2 separate regions of the Gossypium hirsutum genome follow, and region 2 is linked to region 1. Evidence: chromatin contacts called from public Hi-C data. All regions are on one chromosome and are shown on one strand. Each heading gives the region's core, a stretch centred on a gene start, on an enhancer-like site or on the middle of the called end of the contact. The rest is flanking DNA. Distances are from core to core; before and after follow the strand shown. Region 1 holds the start of LOC107909637 (serine/arginine-rich splicing factor RSZ21). Region 2 has its middle 3.3 kb from the start of LOC107908254.

Region 1 (4,219 bases), core at 638-3,137:
AAGAATTTATGTGACATAAAATAGCAAGTAATTTTTTCTGAGTAGCCTGCATATTCTTGTTGAGAGGACCAATCAGTAGAAGCCAAATCAAGTTTAATTAAAATAAAAAGCCTTCATCAAATCCATTCAAATAAAAAGATATATGCTTCTTGTAAGTATAATAAAAAACCAGTTGGACATATAGGTAAACACAGTCTTAAATTGACAGACATTGTTTTTGCATAAATATCAATTCTAGCCACTAAGTTTCAAAAAGGGGCAAAGGGATTTTTGAATAGCATAGGAAAAGGCATGATATATAATGTACCATCACTTTGTATAGGCTCCTTTACAAAAAAGATCACAGTAGGAGCTACCCTCCTCTACACACTCCAATAAAGAGAGAGAAAGAAAAGGAATCCTTAACCCCACCTGCGCCCATGCCCATAACTTGGACTCCTACGGCGACGAGGACTGGGGCTTCGACGCCGGCCACTTCCCAGGCCTCGTGATCCATAACGCGAGCGGCATTCGCGAGCAAAGTGACCAGGCTCACCACACTCATAACACTTTAAATCCTCACCCCCACCACGGCGCCCACCACGGCCTCCACCACCTTTTGAATTATGAGAAAGTTCCACACGCCAACCATTTTTTCCTTAAGTGAGAAAAAGGATATAGTTAGAAAATTCTAGAAATGGTCAATAAAGCAACATAGATCAGAAATGTCATTTGAATCTAAGGAACCAAAAGAACTAAGAGCCAAATGCACAAACTTAGAATTATTTTTTTGGAATAAACAATCAGATTACACCAAACCACTAAAGCAACTGGCTGCAGACAACCAGAAAACAATAGCAACTTCTTGAAATATAAAAGAAAATCATTAAAATACTTAAACCGGTTAGGAGATCTCTCTAGCATTCAAATGAAAGCTCAACACTCACCAAATTAGAAGCATATGCAGCATATAAGTGAGGGCAACATAAATAATCAAGCAAAAACTAATGAATAGGGCAACTTATATAAGGGTATTCGAGTAGAGAACCACCATAATTCAAGCATGTAAGAGTAATACAACAAATGAAAGAAATAAACACTAGAAAAAAGAGTATACACACCATCCAGTTCACGAATTGCATCAATAGCATCCCTGCGATCATCAAACTCAATAAACGCATACCCAGGAGGCCTTCGAGCTACCCATACACTGGATTCATTTCATCAAAACATAAATCAATCAATAGCACAAACAGCATTTTATTATTTTTTTTATTTTTATTTTAAAGCTTCTTTCAAATGCAGGAAAGCAAGTTCATCTTGTATGATATTGACGAACAAACTAAATAATCAATTAAAGCTAGCAAAACCTGACAATCTTCAGAGTGGCAAATAAATTTAACCCAAAGAAAAACACCCAGGTCCCTATCAAAATACACTTTATCCCCTTCATTCACAAAATAAAAATAAAAATACCTGCGGAGAACGCCAAAAATCCTAAACTCGTCTTCGAGATCCCTCTCAGTGACCCGAGGATCCAAATTCCCAACATAGACCCGAGACATTCTCGTAAAATCACTGCACACCTTAAACAATAACAAATTAATTAGGAAAAGTGAATAAAATCACAAAAACGGAAAATCTAATGGTTTTGAATAGCCATCAAAGCTCGTTATAGATACATCATAGATAAATTAGGGGTTTTGCAAATTATCGAAGGAATCGAAATTATAGACGGAGGAGGAGATAGAGAGTAGGGGTTAGGTTACCTTGAGGAAATTTCTATAGGGTTTGCAGGATAGAAGAAAGAGAGATGAAACTTCGATTGATCAATTTGGTTCTGCGGTAGCCAATCCTATAACCCTCGAAGAATAAACAACCCTATAAAATGAAAAGGTTCCGCTTTGCTAATTAATATTGTACAAGGCCTTGGCCTTTCTATAGTATTGGGCCTCTCAACAAATCCAATGGAAAAGTACAAATCTTCATTTACATCAAGTTTTAGATTCTAAGTCATAAAAGAAAAACTTAGCAAGATTTAATATATCAAGTTTGGTGAGTTTTGTTTTGACTAAAGTCGAGTGTCTAAGTAATTAATCACTGCACCAATTTACCCTACCTTTAATTGGTATAATAATAAAATTAACCTTCAACATTTATAAATTTTATCATTTCGGTCATAATTTTAAGAATCCAATAAATTTACTCTCACCAAATCAAAAAAAATAGAATGAAGATCAACTTTATAAAATGTGTTCATGTTGATAGCTATATTTGTTTAATTTTTTAGAATTAGAAATTTTTTTGACAAAATGTGTAAACATTGATGACTATTATACCAATCAAAAATTGAATAAATTGATAAAAATGTGAGAATCATGATTAATTATCTTTAATTGCTCGTTTTTTAAAACTAAAAAGAACTAATTTTTTTCTATATTTTAAAAAAACTCAATTTACTCAATATTGATATTACTATTCAACCCTAAATATTATCCTTCAAACCATTTTACAATAACCATTTAAATTTTGAAATAAGAAGAAATTATTATGAATATCTTATTAAGCGGGTGTCCATCAAGATCAAGATAAGCTTTGATATACTTTAAATTCTAATAGTGATTAGAAATAGATCTCTACTTCATTTATACTTCTTATGCCTATAAATAAAGACTTTGGAGAAGCTTTGTAAATACCTCGATTGATCAATAAAAATACGCTCTCTCTTTGCTCTTCTATTCTCTTTGTTCTTTATTCTCTGTCTTTTATTTTATAACATGTTATCAATACGATTCTCTTCTAAATATCTTAATTGTGGATTAAATCAACGGCAACTTTGCGAACCATTAAGCCTCATCCAAAATACCAAAATTCAACCTCTAACCACTAAAATTACTTTTATTTTTCTGTTTCGTTGGCTCCTTTGCTTCTTCAAATGTCTATTTATTGTTGCCGATTGCTATTCAAATTGAGCGCTTACTTCCCTCATTCTCCATTACTTGTTGTCTTTAGCCTGTTGTTGTTTGCAACTCTTTGCAGGAAGTTTTCATCTATTTAGTGTTTTATATCTAGATTAATTTTCAATTAAATTAAATTAATTTGAGATTTTTTTAATTAACTTGTTTTACTTCTTATTAAAGTTGGTAAAATAATATTACTCCGAATGGAAGGTTTGAGTATACACTAAGAGGCTCAACACCAAGATGGACACTTTAGTCCGTTGCTTTGGATGGTGAAAAAAATTTTGATCTCAGCATGAATTTTAGATTTATAAAGCACAATTTAAATTGGTAAGGAGCTTCATTTTTTTGTTTTTTGAGGTATGATTATTTTTTTATTTTTTTAAGTCTGATCAAATTATTAACTTATATTAATATTGATGGGTTCATAAGGGTTACTAATAAAACTTTATAATATATTGTTTTTAAATGATTGTTTAAATATACTTTAATTGTCGATACAAAATATAAGTTTTTGTGATATTGGTCCCCTTTAAAGAGAATTTTTTTTTTTTGTTATTGATGAATGATTGGATTATATATTTTAGATTGAATTATAAAATACAAATAATTTATTAGAGCATCATAAGATTCTATAAGTTATATGTAGTATATTCTTATGAAAGCATAGTCATTTTAGTACTTGTAATAGTGCACGTGATAATAGCCAAAGTGACGACGATGGTGTTAAAGATCTTCAGTTATATTTTACTATGATTTATTTATTATAATTGGAGACTAGTCATGACGAACATGAATAGATAGATTTTGATTTGAAATCCATGTAGGTTCGCGATGGTGATTATGAAATAAAGAATCAATGGAGGTATTTAGAAGTCTGTCCTACTAGATTTGTTATATTCCTCGAAGTGAATGCAAATATAAATAAAATAAAAGAAATAATCATGGACCACTAAAAGCAGGAACATAGTTATAAATAAGAGAACAATGAGAGTTTTCAAAATAACTCTTCAAAGGGCAAAGATAACTTATGTTATCAATGTGATATGAAATATTATTGGTCACATATGTGGCATATGCCCAAATATTTTGTTTCTGTTAATATTATTTGAGGAAGGATTTGAGAATGTAGTAATGAATTCTATCATTCCAGATAGAAAATATTTATCTTATTTGGTACTGAAACAAACAAATATTATTCCAACATTTGATAGTACAAAATTAGTTGAAAGCACCAGAAGAGCTAATATATCAATATCTAAAAAGCACAAAATTTGTGA
Region 2 (4,219 bases), core at 772-3,271, 33 kb after region 1:
ATCCTAATTTAATTGATATAGTTGTTATCCTAATATTAACCCCCTATTTTCTCTAAGTTATGAGTTTGAGGATTTATTAGTAAAAGTAACTATTATATAAAAAATTATTTAAATTGAACGGGTTGGATTTCATACATTGTAGTTTTGATTAATATCGGTTTATATCGTTGTATATCAATCCTTACTAATTGATACGGTATTTTAATATTTGAAATCAATTTTTATATTTTTATAATTACATAAAAATTTATATATAACCATTTAATTAATTTCTTGAAATTAATTAATAATTTTAAATTTATATAATTGTTAAGTAATTTTTTGTGTATCTCATTAAAGGGAACATTCTGGTATTTATACATATTATCACTGTTCGTGATTTGACTCCACTTTTCATGGGCTTGACCCCACTATTCATAGGACTGACATTCTGAGCAGGCATCGGGCATGTTGAACACATGTACCGTTCTGGGTCGCCTCTTAGGCCTCACGGTCCCCTATGTGCAAACTCTTTGGGTATATTCGAGCTGGGGCTGCGAACCCCTCTTAGCCCATGCGAGTTGATACTGCGAGCTCCCCTAGATGTCCCTTTGCTGTACACCTCGCAGAAATCCATTTGATAGGACTTGGGCGGGACGCGGGTGCACGACCCAGATCTTACCTAGGTTTTGTATTGATGATCATTGGTGTATAGCAATAATATATAAAAAATACCTATAAATTTAAAATAATACACCGAAAGATATCGATGACAGGCATCACTATCTAAATAAAAACAATACATCTACTTACATAATACTTATTATCTTAATTTCCCATAAATAAAATCTCCTAACAAAGTTTTATAGAATTACTCTTGTAAAATTGGCAAAAGAAGAATTTTAAATTTTGGCATACTTTTGAAAATATTTGTTTAAAAGAAAAAACAGCACATGATGTTCATTAATGAATAAAATCAAGATGTAATAACCCAACTTGCTGTTGTGAACCATATTTATATTTAGAAGTTAGGTTGGTATACCCAACCAAAAACTTCGAGAGCTAAAAAGTAAGATTTTAAAATTATAAATCCACGTGTGTATTAGTACAACTGAGTATTGGATGAGATTGAAAATATTATATTTTAAAAAAATGTACTTAAAAGTCTATTCAATTTGTCCATTTAAGCTCGTTTTCAAATTATTATTAAAGCGTTTATTGTTTACTTAATTATTTATTGCTTTAACACGAGGAAACGTTCAATTTTTGTAAATATTTAAATAATTTCAAAATTAAAACAAAGTTAAACATTTATATTTTATTTAATTATTTAGTGCTTTAACACATGTAGACGTTAAATTATTATAAATATTAAAATAAGTTGATAACATAAAAACAAGGTCTATTAGAAGTCCCTCTACTATTCATTTTAATCCCTTTACTAAAATTACTTTAGATTAATTAACATTTTATTCAAACCATGACATCATTACAATTTCTCATTAAACTACAAATAATTAGGACAAAATATATAATGCCCAACTAATTTATACATAACTCAACTCGACCTATAAAAAAACTTGTCCACCCCTCAAAATTTACATGTATTTTTTGAACTATCGTGTTGCTGAAAATTTCGTTAAGCATGTATTTTTTTTAGCCACACGATAGTTAAAAAACACATTGATTTATTGGAGGGAGATGATTAATTTTTTTGTGTGTGCCTCTTTGTTGGGAACAACATATATGAATGGTTAAAAATTATTGAGTGAAATTAATTTATTATTTGTATCAAGATGTATTAAAAAATAATATTATTATCAAATATGGCATTAAAATATAATTAAAATTGAAATAAACGAAATACTCGTTGGTGAAATTTTTGAAATTTTTTTATATACATATGAAGAACCTTAATCATGTGAAATGAAATTATTATTATAATTATTGCATAAATATTGATGTTTTGGGGGATAGGGTAGGGGCCAACTATTATTTAGGTAAAGAAGCAAGGAACACGAGGGGTGAGCGAAGACAAGAACGTTTTTTTTTTTTTTTTGGTTAGAGATATTAATAAAGTGGATAAGGTTAAGGTACTACTAAATGCTAATGCTTATCCAAATTTGCCAGCTACCATAACTCAATCGGCGTGCTGTCTGGGGTCATATTCGTGCCCAAGTCAATTTAACTCTGCCCCCTTTTTTTTTTTTAAGGTTTTGAAAAAAAAGGAAAACAAATAAAATATTTACTAAAATTGAAGCCAGCCAAACGCGTAGCAAGGACAGGAGTTAACTGGCTGCTTGCCTGTAATTTATTAGCTCACAGCTCATCTCATCCATTTCCAACTTCCAACTTCTATAACCGATTATTTATTTGTAATTAATTAATGGCCTTTGTTTTACTTTAGTAAATTAACCCTTTGCAATCCCACGTATTTACAATAATATCCTTCTCCAGTTTTTTTTTTGTACTGTTCCTGGAATATTCCATTCTTCTCTCAAGTCAAATTCCAATTATATTATTCTCCTTTTTTCTGTTATAAAATAAATCCAACGACTAGATGCAATTTACTTAAAAATAAAATTAATAATTAGGGGGAAAAAAAGGTGATTGGAAGACTATGTTATGAAGGTTGTTTTTTGACCTGTCGGCCGGTGCATGCACGCCTCCCATTTTTGCTTTAAAAAAGTGCGATTTTTTCGAAGTATTAGAAAGTATGTACCTACAATTTATTTAGCTAAATTAAAGTATCTAGAATATTCTCTTAGTATGATCGGAAATCTATATAAATTTTTTTAGTGTTTTTAAAATGAATTTTTTTATTTAGACCTGATTTATAAAATTTTAAATTAGTAATAATAAATTTTTATTTTTATTTTTTAAAAATAATAAAAAATTAATTTAATCCTTTAAAATTATAAAGATATAGACTATTAAAATGATGAAATTATATTTTTATTATTGTAAAAATATACAATTTAATTCCGGTCTCCAAAAATATTTTCTAGCTTTGCCATTGAATATTTTGTGTATTATATAGAAAAAGAAAATAAATTAGTCGTGATAATTTATTTCTTAAATAAATAAATTTAAATTTAAATATTATAATAAATTATACAATGAAAGACCTTCTATACAAAATATTTGCATATTTAACGCATAAAAAGATGTAATATATTAGCGTGTCTATAAAGTTGGCAAAAGCTTAATATAATATATAGTACAAGACATTTAAATGTGATTTATGCAATACATAGAATCCAAGTATCATAGATTTATATTTATATTTATATTTATATTTTTAACGTAAAAAAGGTTCCTACAATATGTGTACATAAATCATTATACGTAGTCGAACCATAGGTATAGTAAATTTGTGTGAAAAATAAGAAATTGCAATAAGTGATAAAAATACCAAATTTGAAACTCCAATGATTTGTATTAAGTAAGATGATGGAAGCAAATCCTAATTAGCAATGCGCATAGCATAGGATAATCTAAATTATTTTACCTCATCACTAGGGCTTTGTTGGACAATTTGGACTAAGAGTTTAAGACAAACATAAAATAAAGGATTAGATGCTATCTTTGATTTGCCCATTAATTTATTAAATACAAAACAAAGCCAAAGAAAACGTGTATTGGAGGATAATTTTGTTTATTCAATACCCAAATTTATAGTTTGTTTTGGTTAAGCACCTACCCCCTACTCATCCAAGAGGATAATCATGTTTATTTTCTTATAATTATCACTTCTCTAAAAGTAAAAATGGAAACAAAAAAAGCCCTATTTTTTTAAAATTTACCGAAATAGACCCGGTATTTTATTATTTACCGGAATGAGTCATTTTCCCCAAAATCGCGTCCACGTCAGCGCGATGTCAGGGGACGTGTCAGCAAATCGCGTCCACGTCAGCGCGCTTTGCTGACGTGGACACAAATTGCGCCTACGAGGATGCGATTTTCTGACACATCAGCAAAACTCGCTGACGTGGACGCGATTTGCTGACATGTCCCCTGACATCGCGCTGACGTGGACGCGATTTTGGGGCAAATGGCCCATTCCGGTAAATAATAAAATACCGGGCCTATTTTGGTAAATTTAAAAAAAATAGGGCTTTTATGTGTAATTTGCCTATTTTTTTGGTATTTTACCCCTAATAATACATATTAATGTATTACTGTAATATGTAGCTCAAATTATGTATTGTAGTTAATATTCATAATATTGTAGCTCAAA

What was found. A called contact is a pair of places that touch in the nucleus more often than the background predicts.
Region 2: a Hi-C map of leaf shows a contact between it and region 1, with 2.5 times the contacts expected there. The contact joins the enhancer-like site here to the promoter of LOC107909637 in region 1. A contact is called at or near these places in 12 of 34 Hi-C or Micro-C datasets (anther, callus, fibers and 2 more).

The regions. Positions count from the first base shown.
Region 1 is chrD02:61,470,212-61,474,430 of Gossypium_hirsutum_v2.1, forward strand. LOC107909637 (serine/arginine-rich splicing factor RSZ21) reads right to left here and starts at 1,888. Exons shown (of 6, transcript XM_016837250.2): 1 at 1,749-1,888; 2 at 1,456-1,565; 3 at 1,101-1,189; 4 at 412-637. The coding sequence starts at 1,544.
Region 2 is chrD02:61,503,065-61,507,283 of Gossypium_hirsutum_v2.1, forward strand. No RefSeq gene overlaps it. Among protein-coding and RNA genes, the nearest start is that of LOC107908254, 3.3 kb to the left of the region's middle. Within about 2 kb of position 2,022, at least 6 of the 9 cell types and tissues checked have an H3K27ac peak or open chromatin away from gene starts, as enhancers often do. A contact at or near this core is called in leaf, where this site is marked.